Linked DNA regions of Mus musculus: region 2 is linked to region 1. Evidence: chromatin contacts called from public HiChIP or PLAC-seq data. All regions are on one chromosome and are shown on one strand. Each heading gives the region's core, a stretch centred on a gene start, on an enhancer-like site or on the middle of the called end of the contact. The rest is flanking DNA. Distances are from core to core; before and after follow the strand shown.

The links. HiChIP or PLAC-seq counts read pairs in DNA pulled down with a chosen protein or histone mark.
Region 2: a contact with region 1 is called in an H3K4me3 HiChIP or PLAC-seq map of embryonic basal ganglia, with 2.9 times the contacts expected there. The contact joins two enhancer-like sites. A contact is called at or near these places in 1 of 484 Hi-C or Micro-C datasets (ventricular fibroblasts) and 2 of 115 datasets of contacts at active chromatin or transcription factors (embryonic basal ganglia and neural tube).

Annotation. Positions count from the first base shown.
Region 1 is chr16:74,029,675-74,034,447 of GRCm38.p6, forward strand. All of the region lies in intron 5 of Robo2 (roundabout guidance receptor 2), which reads right to left. Among named protein-coding and RNA genes, the nearest start is that of Gm22163, 27 kb to the right of the region's middle. Within about 2 kb of position 2,992, at least 1 of the 459 cell types and tissues checked has an H3K27ac peak or open chromatin away from gene starts, as enhancers often do. A contact at or near this core is called in embryonic basal ganglia, where this site is marked.
Region 2 is chr16:74,396,083-74,400,664 of GRCm38.p6, forward strand. The region is part of intron 1 of Robo2 (roundabout guidance receptor 2); the gene reads right to left. Among named protein-coding and RNA genes, the nearest start is that of Robo2, 13 kb to the right of the region's middle. Within about 2 kb of position 1,534, at least 29 of the 459 cell types and tissues checked have an H3K27ac peak or open chromatin away from gene starts, as enhancers often do. A contact at or near this core is called in embryonic basal ganglia, where this site is marked.

The DNA of each region.
Region 1 (4,773 bases), core at 1,742-4,241:
ACAATTTTGCCTTCCACCTTTCCTTCTTTATTGGCTTATGGGGACTTTTTTTTTTTTTTTTTTTTTTTTTTTTGGACAATGGTTTATTTACATTGCTGTCACCATGTTCTTAGTATTTCTTTTCTTTTTCTAAAATTGTCTTAATTGAGCAGTCTCCACTAGTCAATCTAATCAAAGTGGATATTTATCGGGAGCACAACTCAGCGCATGTCCTTGAGGTGCACACTGAACATGAGCAAGGCAGATCTCCCCAGCAGGAGAGCTAGCACCTGTTCAGCATCTCTGCTTCCCAGCCCCACAGGCTCTAAACAATAGAGCTCCCAGACAATTAATACAGGGACATTTTCCAGGGCTAACTGTAAAGAGCCACTTTGTTCAAAATTGCACAAGAAGGGAGTTGTAAGTGGTTCTATTCAGTTTCTCTTCTGAAAGAATCATGCAGTTCTGGGAATCGCATATTCCACGAAACTAAGAATTCTAGAAAAATCTCACTTAAAATAGACTTTAGAAAAGGGACTTGTCAGTGGGCTGAGGGAAATTGATAGAATTTTACACTATATTTCTTAAAATGCTTATTCTGTAGGCCCCTTTCTGTTTTATGAAATATTCATGAATTACCTACACTATATGGAAGCTATCAACTGCATTTAGAAGTAGCAGGCATACATAAGAATGTAAATGGCATATTTTATTTCTTCTCTCCCCCCCTCCCCACAGAAAAGCTATTATGAACATTCCATTCTACTAGAGACCCTTATTGCAGAAGTTGGTCTCACTTTAGAATCAGTTTAGAAACAAAATAAATAAAAATGAAAAAAAAAAAAACTGGGACGCTAAATAATGGTGACATAGTAAAAATCATACAAGTGATGAAATATACTAAATGTTCAGTTTGCAGTATTTTGCTAACAACGTGAAGCACAGTCAGTGCTTTTATGATTAGAAATGAGACAATAATTAATATAATGTCTCTTCTGTTTACCCAAGTTCTAAGAAGCTTATTTTAAGGTCTCCATCCCACTACTAGATTAAATAGGACGTTTTAGTGAATGCTTGTCAATTTTGCTCTTATTTCTTTGTACATAGCAGGTAATATTTACTCCTTTATGTTAACTTATAATATTTTGATAGAGTCAGCAGCATATGGATTTTTTGATGTACTCTTTTGATAATCCCCTTGAATGCTGCCCCTTTCATTAGAACTTCAAGCACCTTCTATCACATAAAGTACTTGTGAAAACATATCATAAATCACTTGATCTTCAAAGATCACTAACAAGCACAAGCGTCTAGGGTCAGCTGACACACAAGGATGCAGAGCTGAGAAAAAAAGAGTTCTACCTCAGCTTTTTGTCTTTGATGTATTCAGTATGTAAATGGATGTCCATATAGCCTTCTCTCATTAACCTACAACTCAAAGAATAAAAACAAAAAAAAAAAACACTACTTGCACTTTCCTTTAAAGAATTACTTTTGCAAACTGGTGATGAGAACTGAGAGCTTTCAATAAATTGATCCTTCTATTTAAGTTCCACAGGTGCAAATGTGTTATTAGAAATTAAAACCATTTCGGACTCGAAAGTTCCTTCCTTTTTTGCCAACACTTTTTTTTTTTTGTTGTTTTTGGATTCATGTGTAAGAAACTTGTCTTACAGGTGTCTTGATACATGCCTATAATCCCAGCACTGGAGAGATGGGTATAGGAAGTTCATAAGTTCAAGGCCAACCTTGGCTACCTAGTGAAATTTTTAAAAAGTCAGCCTGTCCTTCATAAGACACTCTGTTTAAAATATTATTTTTAATGTGTGTGTGTGTGTGTGTGTGTGTGTGTGTGTGTGTGTGTGTGTGTGTGTAAGTACTTGTGGAAGCCAGAAACCTGTCAGAGCCCTTAAAGTTGGAGTTACAGGTAGTTGCCAGTCATTCAGTGTGGGTCACTGAGCTCAGGTCTTCTGGAAGAACAACTAAATCATCTGTCTAGCCCTACACTGTTGTATTCTTTCATCTAATGTTTATTGAGACTCTCTTAAATATATATATATACTGATGATTTTTATAGTCACTAAAAAACAGTGGAGGTCTTTCTTCCTGAAAATCAGTTATGAACTTCTATTTTTAGATGTATCTCCAATAAATTACTATACTCTGCTAAAAAAAACACAATGTGAAATACCTTTAATTTTGACTCTATAGAAAATAATCACATTCAGTAATATTTCTCTGTTTGGGCATAGAATTATTATTAGACTTTCCAAGTTTCCTACCCCAACAAGACACTCCAGTTGTAGAAACAAAAATTTAAAAAAAAAAAAAAAAAAACATTGTATTTCAGCAAAAAAATGTGTTGTAAATATCATTAAAGTTATTTTTAGAATAAAAAACTTAGGATGCTAATGGTTAACAAAATAAATGGGCATATTGTTATTGTTTTTAAAATATTCTCCCTGGGATGAATGAAATGAAGGCAAAAATACCTCCTTAATCTTTATCTCATCTCTGCTCACCAAAGGTTTGGCACGGATAGCTTCTCCTGTGTTGATGGGTTAAGTAGGTATCACAGCATTTCATCTATTTAAACATGAATTGAAATGCTTCCTTTGCCTCCAAAGGAAAAATAGTCACATATTACTTACATAGTAATTATCGCCAATGCAGCTGCCCTACATTGCTTACCATCACTGTTTTAAGCCTTAACAACTACACAAACTGTATTCAGATTTCATTAAACATTAAGCCAAATAAATGCTGTCCTCCACACCAATTACTTATGCAAGAACAGTGGTCGCCTCCCTTGTCTCAGAGCTAAAAATGTAACAGAATCAATGTTATTGACTTAGTCTGTAGTTCCGTGAAAAAGTATTACTGCTATCCTTCTGCAAGAAAAGAGGTCTGTCTGCCTTTCATGTTAAAGTAAATGTTATGCTAATACGCACAAATCAAGACTGAATAAGGTTCCTTGAAATGTCACTTGAGTCTGAAAAGGAAAGAAAAAGTGCCTGACTTCCATCAAGATAGAAAAAGTCATTAATTTGCATGTTGAGCCTCTCTAACATAATGGTCTAAAGCTAACACTTGTATGTGTCTAATGAATTAAAACATTTAGCTATTCAAACAAATACTGTAGAGTGTAAACCCAGTAGTAAGAGAGTAGGGGCCAAAACTATGCAACATTTTGAGAACAACGGGGTGGGAGTGTTCTCGTATCTCTTGAAAATGATATTTATATGATTTTTTTATGGTACTGTTTGATTTTTTTTCTTTCACGAATGGCATAAACTTTGAAGCAAATGACTGTTACAAGACATTGAAGTCTTTACAAATAGAAGCGGTAAAGCTGTCATACTTATCACTTTATACATAATAAATCAGAGAAGAAAATGAGTCCTAAATTATACTTTTTTGTTATATTCCATTCAAATATAGGTAATTGTACTCCATTAAAAAATATAGGTACACTAAAAAATGCAGTACAATCTCACAACTTTCTAGCATATATTTTTATTTCAACTTAATCTTATTTAACAATAATGGTACGCATATCTGAAAACAAAAGAATAAATTAAAACTATAAATTTGCCATAGAAAGTTAAAATGAAATTTTAAAAAGGTCAACAAAGCCAAACCAGGCATACTGGAATATATCTGTCATTCCAACACTTGTAGACTGGATTTAGGATGTACTTAAAAACTGTCTCAACAAACAGTGGAGCATCAAACAGTATGGGTCCTTGACTCATGAACCTCTGATTCAATGAGATGCAAGTCACTCCCATGGCTTTCTTTCTATAATATCATATAGCCAGTCTATCCACCCATGTGAAACAACATGAAATCTAGGCTTGGTTTTTCTGTGCCATATCTCACTAGCACTCCTCTTCCAATACAAGGTTAGTAATACTCAAAAGCACTATGACTCTGTCAAAGACCAAAGATGATTGGGAAACATTTCAACTAATCCACATAGCTTATGACTCCAAAGTAAACACATATCTTGTACTGGTCTCCAGAGCAGAAAAGGACAATAATGAAAACTGATTAAATCCAAATAATGTTTATCCTGTATTTAATCATTGTAACATTTTTCACTAGGTATGACAAATATTTTGTAGGTGTATGAAATGAGTGAACATGGACTCAAGATATACAGACAACGCTGAAGGACTGTTTTTTTATAAAATGAAATATCCCCAAATTAGAGCCCAATTTTTAAAACTTCAAAATCTTTATAGTCTCAGCAATTTTGTTGTTCTTTATTTGTTTTTTTTTTTGCTTGCTTGCTTTTATTGGTTGTTGCTGTTTGGTTTGGTTTGGTTTGGTTTTGGAGGTCTTACTACGTAGCTTTGATATCTTAGGGCTCACTATGTAGACTAGACAGACTTCTGTGAACACATGTTTAACTTGAAACTGTTGAATGAAATCAAGTCTCTCTAGAAGGAAACACTTGATAAATTATAGATTGTACACAGACTAGTAATAAATGTGCTGGCTGTTTTGTCAGTGGATTGAAAGAAGGAGAGAGCAGAGGAAATGGAAACAGAACTATTGCTTTACAAGAAGAGAAAAGCTGAAAGATTTATTTGATAACATCTATAAAGGTATTGATTGATTGATTTTTGCCTCTGCCTTCTTATTGCTGGGATGAAGTCTTGGTCTATCACACCCATTTTCAGAAAAGGTTCAACAAAAACAAAATTAGAAAACAAATTATTTTTTTATAAGATGATCAGCATTTTTGGATAGTTTGGCCATGTTGTCGTGGAGAGACTATGATTGGTA
Region 2 (4,582 bases), core at 284-2,783, 360 kb after region 1:
TAGTAAGTCATTAGGCATGGTTTCTGGGAGGAGCGCGGGAGGTAGCAATGGTTTTCTAATGTGCAGGAATAGAGTTTCTCCGTCGCTCTGTCCTTATATCACTAATAAAGATGTTAAGTCAGACCTCGCTCAAAGCTGATCTCTAGACATCACTCATCAAATCGTTACGTTTTTTTCCTCTCTGATTGCCCTTGGGTATTACCACCTCTTAACAAGATATTTCACCTCTACGGAGTGAAAAACAGGCTCTAAGAAGCGGCATGAGGGTGTTTTAAATGTTGCTTGTTCTCACGGTTAGATGAAAGCACGGATTGCTGGATGGGGAAATGGCCAGCATGATTGGAAAAGCAGGCCACTTCAAAAATAAAAATGAGGGGTAAGGAAAACATATTCAAGGAACACAGAAGCTTCGTTTCGTGGCTTTAACAGATGACAGTATCAAGCTGAAACGCAGCAGGGGAATCACCAAATCGCATGACCTGAGTCTTGCTCGCAGGCTTCCCAAAGCAGAGCAGCTTCGTAGTCAGTCGATTACCAAGAGTTTTAATCCTCAAGCATGTTTTATCTGAACTATGCTATATATGCTATGTAATTTAAAAAAAGTCGAAAAGGGCGTGATGAGACTTCTAAAGGTCTTCTGCAATTATTTATGCAAAACTCTCCCATATTTAAAATATTCACGTATACTCTGCATACATACATCTAAGTAACAACTAGGAAAACCTCAAGTACTTTAAATCTAAGTGCCCTGGGATAACTAACACCTGCCACCCAGAACACCCTCTCATTACATGTTTCTCTAAACTCTCCAGAGCACTGTAATTAGTTTCTTTATCAAACAAACTGAATTGCTATTTGGATATTGTGAAGCAGATCTGCCTAAACACCACAGCGAAGAAGAGACTTTTACTCCAGTGTCATGACAAACATTGCCAAGATGTGAGATAGGCTGACTAATTTTTTTATAGTACATCTGGGGATATTTTGACTGTTTTATTTCATTTGACAGTCGTCACAATTAACAGTTCATAAAACACTAAGCTTTGAAAAAGACTACCGCAGGTATTGGACATTTAGCCACTTAGTAGTCAAAAGTGTGGACACATGTATAAAATCTGATTTGCAAAATGGTCAAAGTAGTACGAAGACCTTTCTTTCCTGCCTTTCCCCCCATTAAAAGCAGAAGGTATTAATCACTCCATCTCAATGGTGGCTGACTGAAGCTATTCACTGAGAAGGGCATTCTTGCTCATGTGGCCCATGAATAACTCTCAAGGCTTTTATTATGGCTCTGAGTGGACTCTTAACAGCACAGCCACCCTTTAGTGGTTCTCCTCCCCTCAGGCACCAGAAGGATTAAGGATAATGGCTGAAAGAAAGCATCATTGCTAAAAACAAAAGTTTTCACAGGAAAAAAGAAAAAAAGGAGAGAGAAAGTGGGACCAAAGTGGACACTTTGGAGTCAAGTCATGATTCATGGCCTCTGTTGTGTTCTGCCTTTTTCGCTCACTCAATGCACTCTTTAGTTTTACTGATGGATATGAAGCAAGCAACCCAGTGCACTTCTCCTAGCAACCGATATCAGCCAGGGAAGAAGGCATGTCCTCTGCTCTAAGGGAAAAACAGAAGAATTTGGCTTCGTACAAAGCAGACACATGTTCTTTTGCATCTGATCCCAAATTGATTATCAAGAAGGATTCAGCAAATGCTAAATAATTTTGTTTTATGTGAATGTGAACAATCCCTCGAACTAAATATCAGCTGGTCTACTTGCTATGTAGCTGGCTTTCAAATGCTAGGCCAGTCAATTGATTCAAAGGCTTAGTTTTGATTTCTCAGTGCACCCTCTTAGTGACCTCTTATAGCTCAAAACCTCCATCCTCCAAGGAATATATGTGTTCAGTTCTTGGATCATTGCAAGTGCAAAAAATATGTATACATTCCTGGAGCAATCCCTGACTATAAACCTTAGCATTGAATCCGCCAGAAATGAGCCTATAAAAGCATTTGTCTGGCTCTCTTATTTGTGTGCTATGTTCAGTTCCTGGTTAAAATGATTTAAAAATAACATCTTGAGAAAAGTTGGGCTACCTTGGAATTTAATTTCAACATAAGAAGACACATTACAGAAGCCAACAAAAGCCTAGAAAATTCCAAAATTTCTAACAAACCATTGACATGGATGTGAGAATCTCACAAAATACAAGAAGACTTCTGAGCTTGGAATTTTTTCTTCTGAAACTATGAGTGTCCTGTAAAAATTTAAAAGCAGGGGTAGGCCTTGCTTTTATTCCCACTTTATACCCATGAATCTAGACAGTCCAATGAAAAAATCTGTATTTGCTGCCAAATAAGTACCCATATGTTATAAATATATTATTTCAGATATTACTGTCATACATTAAAATTTGACACCACTCAAGTTTTCAAATCACCACAATGAGAGTGAAGCATGAGAGTATATCTTATTTTAAAGTTGCAATGTCACCAAACACAATGACCATGCTTTGGGGAGAAGAGACCAAAGGACTGCTTCAATGTTTGGAAGTGTAGGGGCCATGCACAACCTGAATGTTTTTGTATTGCTGGTTTTCAACCCAAAATTAAGATTGTAAAGAGAAAAAATATGCAGACCACACACAGAGCCACATCCCTTTACTCTTAGGACTTGGCAGGCAGGTGGATTTCGGTGAGTTTGAGGCCACCCTGAACTATATAGGTAGCTCCATGACATCTTCAATAGTGAGAGCCTATCTCTAAAAATTAACGATAAAAACAAAGTTTCGGTGGCAAAGGTCATTTTGTCACTGCCAAAGGAAATGTTCTTTTTTTTTTTTCCAAATTTTATGTTTTTGTGGTGGGGTGGGGACAAAATTAATTAGTATTGTATCACCAGCACAGCCTGCCTACTTTTGATCCTTCCTTCCTCTCCTTGCTTTGATAGACAAAAGTTTCTAAGCCAAGTTGTCCTGAATTTCCAGTGTAGTAGATAGCGAATAACCTTGAAAGTCTGACAGGCTTCTGTCTACCTCCAGCAGCATGGGCCACTACACCAAGTTCATACTGGAAATCAAACCCAGAACTCTGTGCATGCTATGTATGATACTTACTGATATCCCCAGTGATGGTATTGCTTTGTATGGGTTTACAGTCTACACAGACATGCATGTATGCCCAGCACTCTGGAGGCTGAAGCAAGAGGATCACCTTGAATTAATTGAAGGCATGTCTGGGGCACATATTTAGGTCTAGGCTGATTGAACAAAACCATGAAGCCCTGCTTTAAAGGAAAAGTAGCAATGCAATTGATTTTTTTTTCTCTTTTGTATTCAGCTTCTCCCACAACCCATAATAAGAGTGAGAAAGATAAAACAGCATTTGGTTAATAAATGTATGTGTTGCTGAAATGTATATGAATGTTTAGACACAGAGGCTGTTGTGTGCAACTGAGGAAAATGAAATGCTCTGTATAATTGAGTGGATCAACAATGCACATGGCTTTCAGTAACTACAACACTGTTATTTGGCAACACACAAGCATTCCCTTTAAAGTTCTCAAGCCAAAGTCAGAAGGTTTGCTGTTAAATTCATCTTAAATTCCCCTTAATGTAGTGCAATTTTGGAAATTACATTCTAGTTTTCACACATTTCAACAAATTATTTTAAGCATATTTTATCATTTTTATCATTTGCTAGTACCCGGGAACACATACCTCTGACCTTGGCTTCTAAAAATTTACACACTTTAAAAGAAACGATAATGATATCTGATTCCAAAGATACCTCCCGTTTTCATGGTGCATACAGACATGTTAATTAATTCTAGTTCATGCCAGAAGTTTTGGACAAATCCCTTCAATTCCAGGATGTTTACAACTTGGTGGTTGCTGTTTGGATTTAAATGTAGTGTAATGGAATACTTGAGTTATGTCCCATGATCATTAGCTAATTTCTAAAAAAGCTTGCGACCAAAAACAAGGGAACGAGATCATACACCAATCCTAGCCACAGCCACTTAAACACGGCTGCTAAAGCCACAGTGCTGCACAGGATTCCAGTTCTCAAGGTCAGGGTCTCGCATTGCTTTCCCTAGCAGCTCCACTTAGTACTCACAAAAGAAGCCTATTGCAAAGCCAGTTATTAATAATGAGAGAAAGGAGAACAGAGCCACAGCCTTGGAATATTTGCCCATTTCATACTTCATCAATGTATCACTCCATCCAAAACAAAACACAGGCATAGAACACATGCAGTTTGCTCAACAGAATGTAATCGTTTCTTATGGATGGTAAGGTCAGGAATGCTCATATTGTCTAGTCCAAAGTTTTCTTTTCCTTTTAAATCATTCAGTTATAATGTGTTCAACCAAAAGTACATAAAAGAATCTAAAATGAAGGAGACCTTAGAGATTGGACAGTCAATGCTGTTTTGTGTGTGTGTGTGTGTGTGTGTGTGTGTGTGTGTGTGTGTGTGTGTGTGTGTGTGTGTGGTTAGGGTTGCTTTCTGTTTGTTTTGTAACAATCTGTAAAATTAGTAATAGAAAAGATATGTGATTTGTAAAAATAATAGAAACTCATTGTTA